2 separate regions of the Rattus norvegicus genome follow, and region 1 is linked to region 2. A link is a contact called in public Hi-C data. All regions are on one chromosome and are shown on one strand. The core of a region is the stretch at or near the end of the contact, and the rest is flanking DNA. Distances in the headings are between cores, read along the strand shown. Region 1 overlaps Astn1 (astrotactin 1). Region 2 overlaps Astn1 (astrotactin 1).

Evidence for each region. Hi-C and Micro-C count contacts between places; a contact is called where the count stands out from the background.
Region 1: a contact with region 2 is called in a Hi-C map of frontal cortex, with 5 times the contacts expected there. The contact joins two enhancer-like sites. A contact is called at or near these places in 4 of 12 Hi-C or Micro-C datasets (the A7r5 cell line, Schwann cells, frontal cortex and 1 more).

Annotation. Positions count from the first base shown.
Region 1 is chr13:73,349,205-73,353,648 of GRCr8, forward strand. The region is part of intron 16 of Astn1 (astrotactin 1); the gene reads left to right. Among named protein-coding and RNA genes, the nearest start is that of Mir488, 130 kb to the left of the region's middle. Within about 2 kb of position 2,352, at least 4 of the 93 cell types and tissues checked have an H3K27ac peak or open chromatin away from gene starts, as enhancers often do.
Region 2 is chr13:73,218,958-73,223,068 of GRCr8, forward strand. Astn1 (astrotactin 1) reads left to right here. Exons shown (of 23, transcript NM_001170603.2): 6 at 1,703-1,852; 7 at 2,809-2,976. Among named protein-coding and RNA genes, the nearest start is that of Mir488, 4.5 kb to the left of the region's middle. Within about 2 kb of position 1,529, at least 7 of the 93 cell types and tissues checked have an H3K27ac peak or open chromatin away from gene starts, as enhancers often do.

The DNA of each region.
Region 1 (4,444 bases), core at 1,102-3,601, 130 kb after region 2:
GAGCTGAGATGTGCAAGAGGAGGAAGAGGCTGCCAAGAGAGTGTGGAGGAGACGGTGGCCACAAATAGAGGGACCGTGGGTATGACATCATGTAACCTGTACCAGTGGATGCCCTAACAGGCACCTAAGACACTGCTACTTAGGGAAAAGCATTTGGCTAGAGTCACAGAGTCAGCATCCCCTCAGCAATGCCTTGCCCTTTCTACTTGATTCTTAGAGAATTTTGTGAGGGACAGGAGAACTGTTTAGCAAATGTTTTGCTTCTGTTCTTTAAGCTTGACGTTTTGTAACTATTCACACCTATGCTTAGAGCTTAGGATAATTATCCCAGGATACACAAGGAATGAAGAGACAGATGAGAGCATGATAGATCTAGCTACAGATAGATATGCATAGAGACACAGACAATAGATCAACTAAGGGAACAAAGGTGAGAATGCACCGTTCCTGACTTCGGGCCGCTGTGACCAGGCATCTGGCACCCTAGTAAGTGCTCAGTGTATGTCCTTCGTAGGTAAGATTGGAATCTCAGAGAATAGGTGCTCATGGCATAAGTCAAGTTTCAGTTCAAGTCCCAACAGACCTCAAAACTATTTTCAAAGATATTAACCACTTGAAGAGACTGACTGGAACCTATTTTAGGGTTGTTAATGACATGCCAGGTTGGGTTCCTCTACTTGGAAGACCTGAGATGAGGGCGATGCGCGTCAGAATCGTGGCTTGGATCACTTGGAATCATGGCTCACACAGTCGATCGGGTAAAGGTTGGGTACTGGCTGTGGGTGGGCAGTCTTCCAGTACATCTTGTCGATCTGTAGTTCATTGGCCCATGTCAACCTTTCTTAGCGAGCATCTGAAGCTATCCCCCAAAGCTGTGATCTGATTAGTTTGCATTTGATTTCTTTGCTGCCTAATGAACTGCCTGTGTAGTCCTAGCTGTGATGTCATTTGCATCTCGTTGCCTCAGGCACCAGCTCAGGAGAGAGATTTTTAAGCAGTTCTCAGAATCCTACAGGAATTGTACCAATTTACTTCACAACAAGTAATTCACCTTTGTGACCTGTGAGTTCACACAGGCAGAGCAGAGCCTGCATGAGAATGGCTGGGTCACTCTCTTCATTGTAATATGCCCCTGAATTGAGGTGGGTCAATATGTCCATGCCTAAGGCCATGGGCACACACACATACAATGAGATTCTGAGCATTAAGGATGGCAGTATTCTCATACCATGGTATTCTATTGGGGAAACTCATCCACTATGTGCTGGAGGATACAGATTTAGCCTAAAGCAAATGGCACTTATTTATAGCAAACTGTTTTTGCAAAGTGCTTTGCAGCTTTACGGTAGTTAGCTACATTCCAGGTTGAATATTCCTCCACTTGTAAGAAAGCTAAGTGTCACAGCCAGACAGGAAGACCTCCCTGAGAACAAAAGTGTGGATTCTGCAAAACCAGTGGTGAGGACCACGAGTGTGTTGTTTTGTTTTGTTTTGGTTTGGTTTTTGTTTGTTTGGTTTTTATCAGCTGACACACTTGCCGGTCATCATCTTTCAAGACCTTAACTATAGATTATTTCTTTTGTTCAAAGACCGTGTATCTACTGAAGTAGATATGTACTCTCGAAGCATCACGGTGTTTCAGATTCCAGGAGCATCTTTACGTAGGTGCCATAGGATGGTGAAAAGTTTCAAGGACTGCAATAGGAGTAGCCAATACAAAGAGGAGACCACTGGGTCATAGGAGATAAAGTGGCTTTCCCTCTTCCCACCTTTTCACCAGCAGACAGCAGACTCTCCTGAAGAGTTTTGGATCTGAGTTATTCATTCCCATGCAGCAAATGGTGGCACTGTCTTTGGGGTAAGGGAGATTTATGTGGGCCTTCAGCGATGGACCCCATCACTTTAAGGACCATTTCCCAATTGTATCTTTAGCTGCGCATAGAAAATGGATTTTCTCTTTGAAAAATCTCTCTCGTGCCCATGTCTATTCTTGGCTGGAGACTGAATAGATGGCTTTGGGGAGCTCACTGTTCATTGCTCTGTATAAATCCAGCCTCTTTCTAGATAGTTCCATCTCATGTGAGCATGGTGTTAGCTAGGTATATGGCCTTGGCCTTGGCCTCCAGCAGGGACCTGATATGTAGACCCGATATGGGGAAGAATAAGGTCCGGAAGATAAAAGCAAGCAGGAGCATTTGGAACACCTATCACTTCCGGCTATATGCTTTCCTCAGCCATCCTTCTGTACTCTTTAATCTTGCCAAGAATGTAGGGTGGATGGGTATTGACAGGGATTAACTGCATCTTGATTTTAATTGGCATTGCCAGAAGACAGCAACAAGGGGAGCAGCCCCTCTTGTTCACAGCAATTACAAGCTTTAATGATGGCCAGCTGGAGGGCAGGAACGTTAACGCCACACAGCACTCACGTTACAGTGCCCTCTGGTGGTATATTTCAGTACAATTCATCTAGATAGCGACCTAGGAAAGTTTGTTGAAAGGTAAGAGAAAAACATGTTGGCCTATTACTTCACATTTGAAGTAACTTTTACTCAAAATTAAGGATATTGGGGGAGGATTCTTTTAAAACTCTCCTGTGAGCTTTCTTTCAATTATTCTGTCATTGTCGCCTGGTTTTCATATTTTCCTCATAGAGGTATGAGGTACATAATTTGTAATTGTTTTGCTTTTTAGTTTTTATTGTATATTAGGAAAAAAGAGCCATTAGAATATCGAGACACCACATAATCCTTAGAATCCTGAAAATTTATTTTCTCTAGCCTGGTCTCACGGCATGGAATATTGTCATTTTCGATCAACTACCACCATCTAGTGGTCATATTGTAGATACGCAAGTGTTCAGAATGGAGTCTCAACAAAGGAGGGCTGTGGCTCCCTACAGAAATGTCTCTGGCGATAATGTGATTAGAGCCAAAGAGAAAAAGGCTCCCAACCTCAAGAAGACTGCACAGACACCAGATACTGCCCAAAGATCACTCTGCCTCCACCTATTTAACCAGTCACTCAGCAGTCTGAAGAAGTCAAGAAATTAGATCAAAAATGGGGTATAGAAAGCCTTGGCTAGTCTATGGGCTTTTCAAATACTGCTAGCAATCCATTCTCAGCATAAGGTAAAGTTCAGAACCATGGCTGAGATGCAGAAGCCTAAATAATTATAAAGATGAACCTGTGGGTGAAGTGATTTGAGGTTGGTTAGTCTGGGCTCTGTTTGATGTCATAATCTTTGACTTTTAGTGTGTGTGTGTGTGTGTGTGTGTGTGTGTGTGTGTGTGTGTGTGTGTGTGCGCGCACGCGCGTGTGTGTGCGTGCGCGAGCAGCATTGTCTAGTTTTCCTACAATCCAGGAGGGACTGGAATGCAATCCTGAATCTATGATTCAGTAAATATAAATGTTAAATAGACTGACTCCCGTAGTCACTGAGTGTATCCTGTGCCTTCAGACACAAGAGATGGCACCTGTCAGGATTGGCCGTGTCTCATTCACATAATGCTCTTTATTTGGGAATCCAGAACAGTGAGAACCTCACCACATGGACCCACATTACACAGCAAGTAAGAGAGGGCTTAGAGTGTGCTCCCCATACCCCAGAGGAGTGAACATTTGCTTTTCTAAGTCAGTGAGTCGTATCTCCCAATCACCTCCCGGAACCACTTTGCAAGGCCTTTCAACCAGTTCACACTGCATCCCATCAAGTATGGCATTCTTAGCGCACCCACTGGAGACCGGAACATTCTGTGTACCCACCACCTCCGAAGGCACAGAAGTCTCTCCAAAATCATTTCCTGCTTGGGACACCAACTGTCAGAAAATAGCTTGAGAATCTGGAGGGTTCTGTCCACAGAGTCCTTTACAGCTAATGAGTAAAATGGAAAAACAGGAGGGCTGAAGGAAGAGAGAGCAAATGGTGCTTTCTTGTGTGGGGAACAAACCATTATTCTCTAGTAGGCTCTTCTCATGTTTGTCACTGAAAATAGATCAAGAATTTGTGTAGCTAACTCCTAAGTGGCAAACAACAGTGAAAAGAAAAATCTTTTTGAAAAAGCCAAACTTTCCTCTGCATTCTCAACACGTGAGTTATTTATACAGACAAGCAATGCTGGTCTTGCTGTATGACTTAAACACTTTGGACTCAGCATTGGTTTCAAATACCAAGTTTCACAATCCACTATCTTTGGGACCTTGATGATATTGCCCTTTCTTGATATGTAGAAATGGGTAGAATGGTAGACTGTTGGCAATGGTTATGTAATGGCTGAAGGAGATCTTGAGTCAACCCCAATGCCATAGGAAGGCTCCATAAACCTCAGCTGTAATTATGACCAAGATTGTGTTGCTGAGTGCTTCCTGCATGTTAGAAACCATATGTGTGTCTTCAAACCATTTTTTTATGCATTCATTTGATAACACTAGAGGTGGGAGCTAT
Region 2 (4,111 bases), core at 279-2,778:
GTCTGTGGGAGTGAGACAGGTACTGCCTGAGTCCTAATGTAAGATGAGAGAATGAAGGTGAAAACTTAAATAACACACCTTCTATTCAAAGGGTGGGTCAAAGAAAGTGTGCCCCGGGAGCAAACGGGGAGAGAGTTGGACCAAATGCAGTTGTGTGAGTTGAGAAGCCATCAGATGAGAATGGAGATCAGAAGGGAAGCTGGGTTTGAGAAAGAGGGCAGGTATAGTTTGCAGTGTGTGATATTTTAGTGCTGGAGGAGGTTCTGTTTGTGGATTTGCTACTGCGACTGGGATGGGTTGATCATTAAATATGAGGAAATGGACTCCGTGTTTAATGTCCAAAATTAATCTGAAAGCGTTATCTTTCCCCAGGACCAGGTAGCTTCCTAGAATGCTGAGAGTTGTAGTTCTTAAAAAATAACAAAGCCTTGTGGGAAAGTACCTCTGCCTATAGGTTCACTTCTGCAGTACTGGTCTAGGGTCATTCAGCTGGGAAATTCTAGCGAACGGTCCTGAACAAAGTCTATCTCTAGGTCAGTATTTAATGTTTAATAAAGTTTGCTTCAAATTTGTCCCCAGATGGGGGAATTAGTTTTTCTCAGGGGAAGCTCAGGATTGACACATGCTGTAAAGATACTGGTATGAATAGTGTATCTCCAACTTGAAAGAACCAGAGGTTACTGGCAACCTCTGCATCTCTTCTTTCTCCCAATTCTCTCTACAGCCCCTTGGGAGACCCTGCACACTGATGGATGGGTGATCCTGGGCCCCAAACTCATCTCAGTGTTTCCTGAGATCAGCGGTTCCCAAAGCTCAAATCTTTATAGCTGCTCGGTTCTAGTCATACCCTGCAGCCTCTCATGACAGCTACTTGCCTCAATTGTTATTCAGTGATGTGAACGATCAGTGACCTCTGAGCACAGGTCCCTGGTACGTAACGACCACTTCATCAGTGTGAGCAGTCACAATTAAGGCCATCTCTTTGAGACTTCTTTTCCTCTTCTACAAAGTAGATAACCACTGGGCAGGCTCCTAGGTATATTATGAGGAGACAAATATTTAAAATGAAGCAATGTATGGGAATGCTTAGCACAGTGTCCTCCACAATGGAACTTATGTTGCTATCCATAACAAATATTAACATAAGTAAGAAATTTCCAGGAGAACTCTACGTTTTGTTGTCTCGCTTTCTCACCCGCCCACATGTATCCTGCCTCCAGCAAAAGTTCCCTCTGCTTACCACCTCTTCATCCAAAAGCAGCAGAAAATTAAGCCCTCTAGATGAGCAAGGCAAGCTTTTGCTTTACCATTCTCTCCAGTTTTGTCTGGGCTGAGAGGAGGATTCTGGTGTGACAGCATCATTTGCTCACCCATAAAACAAGGGCAAGCTCCTGCAGGGGAGAAGGTCCCCAGAAGCCCAGGTTTACACTGCGAGAGCATGTCCTTACAGCTCCCTCTATGAACAGTAATGGGACTGTACTATAGGGCTGAAACAGCTTTGCCTCCAAGAGTTTTGAACTCAACTAGGGAGGCAGAGGGAGTAATGCCCCCTCGTGGCCTCTCATAAACCTGACCCGGTCAAACTGGGGAGAGTCTGCCCTCAGCTCACCACTGCTGACTGTTTACCAGCAGAGGGCCGAGTCAAATGGCCAGTGCCTGTATCTTTACCACTATGTCTTGTTTGCTTTTGTCTTGCTTTCAGTGGGCTCTCCCCGAAGTCCTGTGAATAAGACCACCTTGACGCTGATCAGTGTCACCAGCTGTGTGATTGGCCTTGTGTGCTCTTCTCACGTCAGCTGCCCTCTGGTTGTCAAAATCACCCTACACGTCCCCGAGCACTTGATTGCTGATGGTGAGTTCATCCTGCCAAGGATGGAACTGCTGCTTCAGTAGTTGGTGGTTTTCAAGCTGAGCAAAAGATGGAGAAACCAAGGATCACGATGGTGGGGAGGAGGGATACATCCCAAGCCATAAGATAGAGGTTATGGCTAGGTTGTATACAGATCATCTCAGAACTTGAGCAGATGAAAAACTTAATAGGTCATCTCCAATACTCTATGCACATTCTCTGTAGATAATCTCCTATTTGTAGAGAAATGCAAAGCACAGTGGCTATACCTGTGTAGGCATCATGGTCTTTTACCATTTGAGGAAGGAGCACTAGAGGTGTTTTAGGATCGGCCATACTTTCGCTTGTGTTGTTCCAGTGATAGAATATTAACTGTATTAACTCGCTATAAACCTAGACCTCGAAAGTAATAACTTACCTTCATGCGGGGGGACCCCAAAATGATAAGGGACTACTATAGATTCTGAGAGTCCCTGAATCATTTAGGGCCACAGCATCTAATTGATTTGTTAATATCTAGTCTCTCTGTTGCTGCAAGGCTGGAAACAGGTGGGGCGTGTTCACAGTGTTAGCAAACGTGCTATTTCACAGGAGGCGAACAGAGGCAGCGCATCCTCGTGACCTGGATCAGTGCCAATGCCTTGTGGCTGGGTCTGATGGAGCCATGCCATGGCCACCACAGAGCCACTCTGTCCTCTTTCCCGTAGGAACACTCCTGCAATATAAGGTGAGGCAGGGCAGTAGGCGATGATACGGCTGGAAGGGTTAAGGTCCCTGGCCTCACAGCAGTCAATATGACTGCAGGACCTCCATCTGCCATTCCCTTGTGCTGATACTAATGGTAGGCTAGGATTGGTGGAAGTAACGATCCTGAATTAGGATGTGCCCTGCCTCTGGTGACATGTGCCCATGTATTGTGTGTGCCCCTGCAGATGTGTTTCTTCTCTGTCACCCTGTAGGGAGCCGCTTCATCCTGCTGGAGGGGAGCCAGCTGGATGCCAGTGACTGGCTGAACCCTGCCCAAGTGGTTCTCTTCTCTCAGCAGAACTCCAGTGGGCCCTGGGCCATGGACCTCTGTGCCCGACGGCTCCTGGACCCTTGTGAACACCAATGTGACCCCGAAACTGGTAGGCGGGAGCACCGGGCAGCGGGTAACTGTCAGAGAGAGCGCATGCCTTTTGCAATCATTCTCTTGAGATTCAGACCATCTCTCCCAATTCCGCTGTCCCTTTTTCATCTCAAGCGTAGGACTTGCATGCATAGCAACATGTGGTTAAGTCATCGAACATACGAACAGGCAATAGTCTGGCCAAAGCCTGGGTAGAATCTTAACCACAGCCTTACTCTGGAAAGGTCAGTTTGGAATAACTTCCATAGTCCATTTTGTCATTCTCTAGCTACTGTGACTATCTATTTTTGATTGCAAAATTAATTCATGTTTAGTATAAAACATAGTGTAGAAGAAAATGATAATCATCTATATTTCTGTCTCGTAGATAAATTGCTTTAAAATTCTTTATGTCCTTTCTTTCCATTATTAGTCTATGCATAATTTTTAAGAGGTTTCCTGGAAGCATAGGAAGTCTAGTTGAGTTTTCCTGAATTGGTTTCCTTAATACTCTATCATAAGATTTTTTCCGTAATCCAAATGCTCAGTAGCGTTTTAATGGTCGTTTGCTGTTATACTGTACATCTGTACCATAACTCATTTAATCAGTCTTATTGCCTTAAATTTAGAAGGCTTTAGATTTTTTATTTTTATAAACACCATTAAAACACACCTCTCAACCAAGAAAAGTGGGGCATATAGGAATTTATTTTCCTTCCAATGAATTTTAGAGATAGATCACTACACAAAGACTGTTGACACGTTTAAGTGTGTGACTCCATCATGCAAGACTTGAATAGTTCTGAGTGAGGCCAAGATTCATGTATTGTGAAGTGGAGTTGCTGTCTTGCTCCGTGAGTGCTGCAAGCCCAGAATCCCAGGTAGATTTGCACTTTTGTGGTAGGAAGGTTGTTTACTCTTCTTGTTACCATGACAGAATATTGAACAGAAACAACTTAGAGGCGGAAAGGTATATTTTGGCTCATGGTTGAAGGAAACACAGTCCATTCTTGCAAGGAAGGCTTGGAATATAGGGTTCTTTATGGTGGGAAGATGGCTTATTACCTCTTTATGGACCAGAGAGCCTAGATGAAATTGGAGTTAGCCTAGAAGTTTTAATCCTTACCTTTACTCCTATGCCCCTACACCTGCCA